Linked DNA regions of Mus musculus: region 1 is linked to region 2. Evidence: chromatin contacts called from public promoter capture Hi-C data. All regions are on one chromosome and are shown on one strand. Each heading gives the region's core, a stretch centred on a gene start, on an enhancer-like site or on the middle of the called end of the contact. The rest is flanking DNA. Distances are from core to core; before and after follow the strand shown. Region 1 holds the start of Amigo3 (adhesion molecule with Ig like domain 3). Region 2 holds the start of Mon1a (MON1 homolog A, secretory traffciking associated).

What was found. Capture Hi-C pulls out chosen DNA fragments and counts their contacts.
Region 1: a promoter capture Hi-C map of adipose tissue shows a contact between it and region 2. The contact joins the promoter of Amigo3 here to the promoter of Mon1a in region 2. A contact is called at or near these places in 19 of 39 promoter capture datasets (the 3T3-L1 cell line, the HPC-7 cell line, cranial neural crest and 13 more), 5 of 15 datasets of contacts at CTCF or cohesin (CD8 T cells, the NIH/3T3 cell line and embryonic stem cells), 52 of 484 Hi-C or Micro-C datasets (the AML12 cell line, B cells, CD4 T cells and 36 more), 38 of 115 datasets of contacts at active chromatin or transcription factors (the 230-238 cell line, the HPC-7 cell line, PVALB interneurons and 25 more) and 4 of 9 other capture datasets (adipose tissue, liver, macrophages and 1 more).

The regions. Positions count from the first base shown.
Region 1 is chr9:108,049,644-108,055,657 of GRCm38.p6, reverse strand. It overlaps Amigo3 (adhesion molecule with Ig like domain 3), which reads right to left and starts at 2,499. Exons shown (of 1, transcript NM_177275.4): 1 at 1-2,499. The coding sequence starts at 2,278. The coding sequence ends at 752. Gmppb (GDP-mannose pyrophosphorylase B) reads right to left here. Exons shown (of 9, transcript NM_177910.4): 1 at 6,013-6,014; 2 at 5,817-5,897; 3 at 5,681-5,729; 4 at 5,401-5,543; 5 at 5,049-5,207; 6 at 4,886-4,964; 7 at 4,682-4,809; 8 at 4,416-4,598; 9 at 3,738-4,332. The coding sequence ends at 4,201. It overlaps Rnf123 (ring finger protein 123), which reads left to right. Exons shown (of 39, transcript NM_032543.2): 36 at 3,071-3,213; 37 at 3,350-3,444; 38 at 3,538-3,623; 39 at 3,698-3,986. The coding sequence ends at 3,818.
Region 2 is chr9:107,884,367-107,890,139 of GRCm38.p6, reverse strand. Mon1a (MON1 homolog A, secretory traffciking associated) reads right to left here and starts at 2,011. Exons shown (of 6, transcript NM_028369.3): 1 at 1,738-2,011.

The DNA.
Region 1 (6,014 bases), core at 1,250-3,749, 170 kb before region 2:
ACAGCACAGTGCTGCCAGCTCATCATTGGGCAGGCACTGACCGTCTTCCACACCCACCCCAGTGGGTGTGCAGGGCGCATGCCCTGAGGGCTCTGTTTAGCCATTAGGTTGAGATGAGTGCCAGCTCTTGAGAGGCCTCCTGCTCTCCAAAGACAAGAGTCCCAGGTTAGTCACCTATCTATGCTTTTTCCTGCTGGGTTGTGAGCCTTAGGGATTGGGTCTGCCTGTAGCTGAAGACAGCAGGGCTACTCTGTAGGAGGGTCCTGTAGGTGTGTATGCCCACCAGACTCCACAGGAGTTGCAAAGCTTTCAGGAGGCTGGGTGGCAGCAGACTGGGTCCTCTTTCAGTACAGGGAAGGCTCATTTCCTCCTTCCATCTCAGAGTGGAAGCTGGATCTTCTGAGCTGCCAGTTCCCTCCGGGCAGGGAGGGGAAGTGTGGTATGCTTGACTCTTCTATACCACACCCTGACATCTGCATTAACTCCTGGGGGTGGTCCCCAGACTCTGATGCCAGGGCTTTTATCAGATTGGCTTAGTCTGTAATGTTAATGGGACATTTGGTCACTCTGTGGTCCTAGGGGAAGCAGGCTCTAGTAGTCTGAGACCTTGTCCTGAGCTAGTGTTAGAACTGTTACAGTAGGATCAAGGCTCACATGCAGTTGTGGGACCAGGCACAGCACGCCCCACCAGCAGGTCAGTTCTTTAGACTGCAGCAGCAAGCAGGGCAAGCAGCAGGAGATCTCAGGCAGTCTAGCTCATCACGAGACCCTCTGAGCCCGTGGAACTGGCTGATTCAGAGCCAGCCTTGAGTTGCAAGCCCATGGGGTTGCACAGATCGAAGTCTTCAGCTACTGCGAGCTGCACACGGCCATTGAGGCCCTTCTTGCCCGGCTCCAGGAAGACCACATGCTTGTGGACACTGGCCTTGCGGCTGGGTGCATCTGGTGGCGTAGTGCTAAGCATGGAGGACTGTGCGCTCAGCTCCTGGAGTGGACTGGATGCCCGGGGCCAGCAACGGTTGCGGCAGGCCCGCTGACAGCAGTGACAGCAGCCACGACAGGGTGGTGCAAACAAGTAGAGCAACACCAGCACCAGGCCCACAATACAGCCCAGCAGGGTGGTAAAGCCTGTGTTGAAAGTCTCTGGCTCGGGGCGAGCCTTTTGCACACTCACATTGTACTCAAGTGTCTGGTTGTGGTGCAGGCGGGGCCCACTGGCCAGGCACACAAAGACGCCTGCGTGCTGCTCTTGCACCCTGCCTATGGCTAAGCTGCCATCAGCCAACACAGCGATGCTACCATCCTGAGAGGCTGGCGCCACAAGCAGCTCATTCTTCGGGGAGACCCAGGCCACCCGAGTGGCAGGCACACTGGTGTTGCAGAAGAGCCTCAGGGACTGGCCCACCTGCGCGTGCAGCTGCTCTTCAGGCAGCTCTAAGCCTGGAGCTGCAGCCACAGAGCAGTTCTTGAAGACCCGGCTGTGCTCAAAAAAGCGCACTCGGGACTCTGACACCTTAAAGACCAAGCATGTGTACTCGCGTTCAAAATCATGCAGGGCACTCAGGCCCCGCTGGTGCCAGCGCCGGAGCAGGTGGTAGAGGCTGCAGTCACAGGGCAGCGGGTTGTTGTGCAGGTAGAGCCTGTTCTTGAGATAAGTTGGCAGTGCAGCCAACTCAGGGATGGAGATATGTTTCAGCCAGTTGGAGGAGAGGTCCAGAGTCCGCAGGCGGGTTAACCCCAGACCGTGCAAGTGGTTGAAAGAGAAAGAGGAGAGCTCGTTGCAGCTGAGATAGAGGTGGCTAAGCATGCGCAGGCCCTGGAAGGCATCCAGGTCCAAGTGCATCAGGCTGTTATTGAACAGAAGTAACTTCTCCAGCTCCTCCAGGCCATCCAGGTCATGGGTATGGAGCATCCTTAACATATTAGAGGACAGGTCAAGTGTCCTCAGGCCACTGGCATTGGTGAACGCACCATGGCCCAGGACTTCCAGCTTATTATAGCCTAGGTGCAAGGCACGCAGCCGGGAGAGGGGCGCTAACCACCCCGGGTGCAGGCGTTTGAGTGCGTTGTGGCTCAAATCGAGTTCTGCAGCAGTGGTAGGCAGTGCTACCGGCAAGTCCTGTAACCCACGGCCCGCACAGCTCAACACATCGGCAGCACAGATGCATATATCGGGGCAGTTGTGGGGAGCAGGAGGCAGAACATCCTCCAAGTCTGAAGTGCCCAATCCAGCACCCAACATGCATAGTAGTATACCTGATAGCACTAGCCAGGCCATGCCAGTGACTACCAGGGAAGATATGGGGACAGCTCAGTGCAGGTCAACAGCTCCAAGACTCACCTACTTCTGCACAGGCTTGCGGATTGTGGTTCCCTATGGCCCATGGCTCGAGAGGCACAACGCTGGCTCCCCCTGCCCAGCCGGCTTCTCCTGCTCTTCTGGTCTGGGTTGTGAGGTGGGGCCCGCAGCCCTTCTTCTAGCTTCTCCAAGAGCTTTCTGACTGGATTCTAAGTACTAGCTAGGAAATGACCGCTCAGGGGCGGGGACCTAAGTTCCCATTGGCTCCTGCTGTTAAGGGGCGGAGCAGCCACATCTCTTGGCACTTAAAAAGCCAGTGTGGCCACCAGAGGGCCCCAGTGTCCCAGTCTGCTTGGCTGGAAGCCTGACTTCCCTCTTGAAGAGCAAAAGGACTTAGGGGAGAATGCCTTCAGCCCTCAGAGGATTGGTGTGTAATGGGGTAGGTGGAGTCCTTGCTGCTCTCTTAGATTTACTTATGTCTGTGTATGTGAGCATTCGTGCAGACGTCGGACGACGACTTGTGAGGTTCTGGGGATCAGACCCAAGTTACCATAGCTGGTAGCAAGCACCTTTTTATCAATAGCACCCTTCTCTTTAAACTGGTATTCAGGTCATGTGGGACCAAACACCTGGGAGGGTTGGTAAGTAATAGGGGGGAGAGTGGAGGCATAATAATGAGCGAGGCCTCTGGATATTCATCTGTCCCACGTGGAGAAAATGTTCACACAGGCTCAAAGCCTTCCTACGACCTATGCACCCTCCCCTACCTAGGACAGAGCAAGCCACCTCTGTGCTCCTGGCTGATCCCTGCTTCCAGCTTCGTTCCATATGCTATCTCCTGGGGCAGCCAGAGCCCCTAGCACCTGGCACTACCTTGCCTGCCCCTGACCGGAAACGCTTCTCTCTACAGAGTTGTAAGTGAACCAGCGGGTGGGTCAGGTCAGGGAAGAGTTTCAGGATCCTCAATAGCAAATTCCCTGCCTGGGAGTATTCAAGAGGCACTGAGTTCTCAGACGACAGGGGCCCTGATGCTACCTACTACTGATGCAGATACAGATTATATCAGCGCTGAGGAGCTGGCCCAGGTGGAACAGATGCTGGCTCACCTGACCGCTGCATCTGCCCAGGCGGCCGCCGCCTCCCTGGTGAGTGTGGCATAACAGAGGCCGTTTTACTAATCTGTAAACACCAGGACAGGGGTAAGGATCCCAGCCCAACTCCTCCACTCTGCCCTGTAGCCCACCAATGAAGAGGACCTCTGCCCAATCTGCTACGCCCACCCCATCTCTGCTGTGTTCCAGCCTTGTGGTCACAAATCCTGCAAGTAAGTGGGCCCCATGGACTTGGGGAGGCAAATTAGGACGCACGAGGTAGCACTCCTTCCCTCCCCTCTTGTAGAGCCTGCATCAACCAGCACCTGATGAACAACAAGGACTGCTTCTTCTGCAAAGCCACCATTGTATCTGTAGAGGACTGGGACAAGGCAGCCAACACAAGCGCCATGTCCTCAGCTGCCTAGGCCATCCTGGAAGCTCCGCCATCAGCCGCAGACCGGGCCCTGTTTACCCATCACCCTCACTCTTACCACTTCCACCCACCCATCTGCCTGTGTGTAGCCTCGCTGGTGGGAGCCTGAGCTTGACTTCCAGTCCAGGCTACAGTGAGCATTAAATTATTATTCCAAACAGCCCTGGGCCCGCTCTTCTTGAGGGAGTGGGGGCTTGTGGGTTACACCCAGCAGGGTCCTGTCCATGTCTGTCCCCACCAGAAGGCAGAAGTCCGACAGCTTCAGAGTCATCCACTCCTCCCTAGACAAATGGCACCAAGTCCAGGGCCTCGTGAAGCATTGAGTCCTACCCTGCTGATGGCAAAGTGGATGCTTGGCCAGCCCTCCATATCCTTCACATGATAATACGAGGTTCTGGTACTGACTCCCCGATAGACTTGTGGGGCAGCACGCTGGCTCCATTGAGGTACAGTTCATCATTAACTATGACATCTTCACCCAGCACTGTTACATTCTCCATGCGCACCTGGAGGTGGGGGATAAGCCTTGTTAATGGGGCACACATATTCCCCTGCTCCTGTGCCTGCCCAGCCCAGCTCATAGACTTACCCATTGGCCCACACGGCAGCGCCAGCCCACGATGCATGACTCAAGCCAGGAATGGGAGCGGATGTGAGCATCACGAAGCACTGTGCATCGCCGGATGCACACACCATCCTCCACCACCACACCAGGACCCAGGCTTACATTGGGGCCAATGCTGCAGTTCTGACCGATACGGGCACTTGGGTCCTGAGAGTGTTGAGGAAAGCAAGAGTGGGTCATTTGTCTCCCAAATCTGAAAAGATTAGCGACAGGCTGGACAAGGGCCTCACCACAAGTACATTCCCCACAATGCCAGGGCCTGAGTACAGTCTCTCTGGATGCTTCTGTCTCAGCGATTGTAGGAAGAGGCACATGCCAGTGAGGAAATCCTTGGGCTGTCCAATGTCCATCCAGAAGCCTGTACAGAGAGATGGGTCAGAGGGCTCTGCCTAGCCACACACTGACTACCCCACACCCTATGGCCTCTACCTCACCCTGCAGCTCCATGGCATATAGCTGCCCCTCCTTGGCCATAACTGGGAAGATCTCCTTCTCAATGGATGTAGGCTTCAGCTGTGGAAGTGGGCAATTTGTGAGCAGGCCACACAGCAGAGGCCTGCTCCACCCCAGCCCGCCCAGCAGTTCTCTCCTACACACCTGGATGCGCTGCAGCACAGCAGGGCTCAGGATGTACATGCCTGCGTTGATCTTATTGGACACAAACACCTGTGGCTTCTCAACAAAACGGTGGATGCGGCCTGTGTCAGCCTCACATACCACCACACCATACTTGGAAGGCTCTTCCACCTTGGTAACCTGAATATAGAGGTGGAGGGTACCTTAGGCCTAGTCCAGTTTTCTTTACTCTTGATAAATATGCCTATCCCACATCTCAAAGGCTCTCCCCCAAAGACATTCTGCATAGCTTTGTAGCAAAACAGAGTTTAAGACCAGGGGTCAGGAAAGACTCCATGTGAGGGTGGGAATGTCAGAGGAAATCTTCTCTTACCAAGATGGAGCCCTCTTGGCCATGGTGCCGATGAAACTGCACCATGGCTTGGAAGGGGAAATCACATATCACATCACTGTTGAGAACGAAGAAAGGGTCGGCAGTCTCAGATAGTAGGTCTCGGGCCAACGCCAGAGGCCCAGCTAGAGAAGGGGACAAGTCATAAGTTACCACCTTGCTAGGGGCCTAGGTCCAGACTCCAGAGGCCCCACCCATCCGCCCAGATTGGATACCTCTTTGCTGGCCCTAAAGTTTGCCCAAGGGCCTTCCTTATACTGACCTGTCCCCAAAGGCTCCTCTTCATGAGACATAGAGATTCGGATTCCAAGCTGGAAAGAAGAAGCCATCTGGTTATGTTCCTCCTCCAATGGTAAGAGCCCCAGGGACCTAAAGAAAGGGCTAAGTCCATGCCTCACCCTTTGCTCTTGTGCCTTCATTTCCTTCTCCAACATCTGTGACATGTAGCTCACTGCCAGGATCACGTGGTCCACACCTGCCTGTCAGACACAATAAGGTGTGCTAGTTGACTGGCTCAGTCACAAGGTATGACCACCCCTGGCCTCCCAGTCACTATCCATCCCTCTTCCCGCCATAACAGACCCACGGCCTTACCG
Region 2 (5,773 bases), core at 762-3,261:
TTATAAAATGGTACCGAATGGCTGCAAACAGCCAGGAATGATGTATGGGGTGGGAAGATTAAATGAGATAATACATGTGGCCTGGCTATACAGAGTAAGCATACCCTATACTCAGCTGAAGCTATTAGCACATTGTGGTTATTCTTAGCACTCAGACTGCATTTACACACAGGTCCAGTGGTCTCTGTCCTGCCAATCAATCCTTTAGAAGATTTCTCAGTCAGCCAGGGCCTGAGGAATGACCTGATCAAACATACTTCTGACCTCAGGAAGCATGAGCTCTAGTTTGAGGGACCCCTCCTTCTGACCCCCTCTCCCCTGCCCCAGGACATCAGGTCAAAGAGCCACGGGCCTCAGCCTCCCCGGTATCAAGCAAGCTGTTCTTACCTTCTCTGCAGTTGCAGAGCCAGGTTGCCAGTTCTCAGCTGCTTCTAGCTATCTCTCCCAAATTTATCTACCTCCTAGGTCTGCACAATGCCCTCTCTGTGGCTTTGTACTTCTGCCTTCAAACTCCAAACAAGTTCTACACCAGCTATGCCGTCCTGACAACATGCTCCTTCAGGACACTTTTTGTGCTTCTGAGGGTTAAATAAATCCAGTGTTCCTGAGTGTCCCCAGCATAGGACCTGCACAGGGAACGGAGCAGGGCCAGCTGTCTAGAGCTAGCCGGTGCTTTTTTTTTTTTTTTTTTCCACAAAAGTTCTCCTTCTATGTGAGATCATATAGCATTTTTATCCTCTCCAAGGTCAGTCTGGGGTTCCAACCAGAAGGCCTGGTGAAGCGAACCGTTTTCTGGATACCCACACACTCAGGCAAGAAGGCTGAGTGGAGCAGATAAAGCCCACCTCCCACCTCCAATAGACTTTGATTTCTGCAGCAAGTGCTCCTGGAAAAGCTGGTCCTGAGCCGTTATGCAAGGGAGGTGTCTGAGAACAGCTCCAGTGGTCTCTACAGGAACACTTTTTAGGCAGTTCCTCTAAGTGCTCCCAGGGCATGCAACTTTTCCTAGAAGCCTCTAGCAGAGCCTATGAACAAAATCACCAAGAACAAAAACAAACAAACAAACAAAAAGCTGATGCTGTCCCTCCTTCCAATGCGCCTCCCTCCTTCAGATTGCTCCTGAGAGAGGAGGGTCTTGCAAAAGCCCCTCCTTACTAGCTTCAAACAACCTTGATCTTTTTTCCTGTTCTAACAGCGCTTCAAATTTGATCTTGACCCCTTTGGTCCACTTGGGAGGACGACTCAGAAAGTCTGACAGTCAGGGCTCAATTGGGACTGTGATGTGGCTGCTTCAGCAGGATGCCTCCAGGATCTACAATGAGCCTAGTTCCTTGTCACCTCTAGAGGCCACTCCCCTTCCTGACAAAGGCTGCTCACAGTTCCCAAGCAAACTCTACCTAGAAAGGGTTGGCTCACCCTTTCAGACCTGCCTGCCTCGCTCCACCATCCTCCTTTTAAAGAGAACTCTGTGGGCCGAATATGTCCGAATTGGGGGTTGGTGTCTGCTGCCTATGGGACATTGCTCTCCCGGCCAAAGGATGAGTTCTCGCCTCATCTTTCTTAGTGCCTAGCTGGGACCAGCCGGCTAAAGGACCCCAAAGAGCCGCAGTACCCCTATCGGGGCAGTAGATGGCCGGGACACCCCCCCCCCCTAGTTTTCAAGCCCCTCCCTCTAAAGATGACAGCTTGCCCGCCTCTCGCCGCCCCCAGGCCACGTGGGTTAGCAGTCGAACTCACCTGTTTCTTGGGGAAACACAGGACCTACCGAGGGTACCAGTCACTGCCCTCTGCCAGACCCCTGGGGAGATATAAGTGTCCAGCAGTGCCTGGCCTCAGAGTGCAACTTCGCGGGGCTACCGCCCCTGGAGGATACAGACATGGCCACAGCGGAGGAACCGATCTCTCCTGCCGACCCTTAACCGGCCACCGGCGCAGGAAGACAGCTTTCACCGGCCTCTGGTGGCGGAGGCCCGGTTCCAGCCTCTTGGCCAGCCCCAGCCCGCCCCTGTGTGCATTGTGGGAAATGTAGTCCGTAACTCTCCGCAGCCTTAAAGCTGCGGGAGCGGTTCCGGGCTCCCGAGCCTGGCGATGCCAGAGGCGGGGTCTGACCTAGGACCCGGGTTGCCTCACCTGGCACCGCCTTCTTCCGTGTCTTAGAGGCGGGTCCTCTACCCTTCCCCCCAAACACCCACTAGATGTTTACTTTAAGGGACCAGAACGAACGTCAGTATTTCCCCACCGATCATGGAAAGATGATAAGTTTAGGGAGCTGGATAAATGCCACTAGTGAGCACAACCACATAGACTGTACAAGACGCGGACGTGTTGAAAAGACTCAAAAATTGTTGCTTAAAAAGACCTTAAGTCTGGTCACAGTATATTATTTTAAGGCAATAGAAAGCACAATTCTCAACAATTCACATAAACTGACCCGGGGAGCTTTTAAAAAAACATTAATGCCTGGACACTATCCTATAGATTTTTACTTAATGGGATGAATGTGAGGTACGAGGCATCGGAGTTGTTTGAAAAAGCTCCTGGGTGATTTCTAAGGGCAAGGAACCACTGCTTATAATTTCCTAGACACAAAGTAATAAAAACAGGAAAACAAGTTTTCCCAGCAGCCCTTATTTCTGGTGAATAGTTTGAAGAAGCAAAATTAGGGAATGGCTAGTATTACTTATATTTTATCTGAAGCAATTTGCTTACTTTTCAAGCTTCATGGTTAGTCATCCCAATAGTTCTGAGATAAAGGACAAAGTCAAAAACCTCTGACTTTTCCTTGCAGTTTGACAGGCTCCCTAAGGAGGTCGGAGAAGTTGGGGATCTCTCTCTTCTCTCTCTTCTCTTCTCTCTCTCTCTCTCTCTCTCTCTCTCTCTCTCTCTCTCTCTCCCTCCCTCCCTCCCTCTCTCCCATGCGAATTTGAAATCTGGCTCCATAATACTGGCATATGTGTGCTCTCTCTCTCTCTTTCTCTCTCTCTCTCCCTCCCTCCCTCTCTCCCATGCAAATTTGAAATCTGGCTCCATAATACTGGCATATGTGTGACTGACATGATGACAACCTGTGACCTTTTCCTGGAGATAGTTTCCACAGGGTTACCAGACCCTTAAATGCTGGGTAAGGGAAGCGTCCCATGTGAGAGGGAGTTCGTTCCTTTGCAGTGGAGACTGAGAAGGGGAGTGGAACTTCTCCAAGTCTCCATAGGTCTTTCAGGATTTCCTCTCTTTGCTTGCTCTGGCTTCCAGGTTCCTACCTTGAAGCAAATATAATTTATACAAGTTTTCCCTATATACTTCATTTCATATTATTTCACTATACGAGTCTAAAGTAAGAATTTTTGAGCAGGGCGGTGATGGCTCACCCCTTTAATCCCAGCACTTGGGAGGCAGAGGCAGGCAGATTTCTGAGTTCGAGGTCTTCTTTTGTGTGCATATGTATGTTCTGTGTTCATGTATGTGCAAATATGTATGGGAATATGTGCAGGGGTGTGTGTGCACATCTTACGTTGGGTGTTGTTCTAATCAGCTTCAGTTCTCAACTTGACACAGTGTCTGTGGGGAATTGTTTCAGTTGTTAATTGATGCAGGAGTGCCCAGCTCATTGCAATTAGTGTTATTCCCTGGGCAGGTGGTCCTGGGCTACTCAGCTTGAGTGAGCCAGCAAGCAACATGGGTTCCTTCCTGGTTTCTGCTTCAAAAGTTCCTGTGCTGAGTTTCCTTAAGGATCAACTGTGGCCTGTGAGCTGAAATCAGTCCTCTCCTCCCCTCAGTTGCCTTTGGTCAGAATGTTCTAGCACAGCAGCAGAAGGAAACTAAAACTTCCTTGACATTGTCCCACTTTTAGGTCTCATGGAGCCTGGAGTTCACTGGTTGACTAGACTGCCTTGGCCAGCAAGCTCCAGAGATCCACCTGTCTCTGTAGCCCCAACACTGAGGTTAGAGATTCCCACCTCTGTGTTTGGCATCTCCCTAGGTACTGCTCATGCTTGTATAACAAGCACTTAGCCGGGCGTGGTGGTGCATGCCTTTAATCCTAGCACTTGGGAGGCAGAGGCAGGCGGACTTCTGAGTTCGAGGCCAGCCTGGTCTACAGAGTGAGTTCCAGGACAGCCAGGGCTACACAGAGAAACCCTGTCTCGAAAAACCTAAAAAAACAAAAACAAAAACAAAACAAAAAAACAAGCACTTTACCCATGAGCACTCTACAGATTAAGCAGTTCTTTCCCCCAGTCCTCATTCTTGCTCCCAAGAACAAAATCCCCATCAGACATGACAGAGTCTTTATTTACTGGGATAAGCTGGTGAGCATGCATCTCTAAGGTGTGTGCTTAGGCACTATAGAAGCAAGCCACTATAGCTACATCTGTTTGTTTGAGGACAGGTTTCCTGTAGCCAATGTTGGCCTGCACTCCTTTTCCTCCTGTTTCTACCTCCAAAAGTGTTGATTACAGGTGTACCACTGCAATAGGTGGGATTTTTTTTCCTTCTGTACACAAGCAGGTGGGTGTCTGTCAGTCCCAGGCTAGCCTTTTTACAAAGGGAGTTCCAGGCCAATCAGAGCTGTAGAATGAAGTCTTTTCTCAAAAAGAAAAAAGGCAAAAAAAAAAAAAAAAAAAAGAGGGCATTAGATTGCAATAGTTTACCTTAAAATATACCAATAACATCACTCTGTATAGTACAGGCCAAGGAGAACCATCTCTTTTGGAGACCTGTTGTCAGTAGGTTACTCAGTCTGCCCTTGAACTCACTTGTAGCCAGGGCAGGCATTGAATTTTCAGGCTTCCTGCCTCACCCACGAATCTCACCTTAAGTCATCATAAAGTTCAGAATTGATAGGGTTGGAGAGCACACCTATAAGTGCAGTATGCAGAAGGCAAGGAGGGCGTGAGTGCCAGGCCTATGTAGGATTCTCACGGAGACTCTGAACAAAAAAGAAAAAGAGCAAATCAAAGTCAGCATTTTAGCCAGGCAGTGGTAACGCACGCCTTTAATTCCAGCACTCGGGAGGCAGAGGCAGGTGGATCAGTGAGTTCCAGGACAGTCAGGGCTATACAGAGAAACCCTGTCTCAAAAAACAAACAAACAAACAAACAACCCCCCCAAAAGAAGTTGGTCTTTATAAGGTGACCGATCATTAACTTGCACGTCTTAATTATTTTTTGTTATGTAAAAGCAAAGTGTGTTTTATTCTGCAGAAGTCCAGAGTGCTGGGGACTCCCACTCCCAATAAAAAAAAACTGTTATTTTTATTTTATTATTTTTTTCAAGACAGGGTTTCTCTGTGTAGCCCTGGCAGTCCTGGAACTCACTTTGTAGACCAGGCTGCCTCGAAATCCATCTGCCTCTGCCTCCCAAGTGCTGGGATTAAAGGCGTGCACCACCACTGCCTGGCTAAAACTGTTATTTTTTTTAACAGTTTAAAATAAGTTAGTAGCTTTTATAAGATTAGGATTTGCAGCATTATCTCTGTTAAGTTTGAACCTTAAAAAAAATAACACTTTCTGAACTGAAACTTTTTTAGTATCAAAATAAAGCTTTAAATCATATTATACAGTCCTCGAGGAGCTGGGCAACTTTACTCTCCTGGTCCTTTTATAGTGCATCATAGCGCATGCCTTCTTTTCCATTCCTTTTCACTCACAGTCACAGAATATCTCTGCCTTTACTTTGGATTGACCTAGACACACTTCTGCCCCAGGGGTTCAGGGACAGCCCACATTAATTTGGCCAGGCTTTGCCCTCTGCTTCACACTCTTTGTCCGAAGTCTGA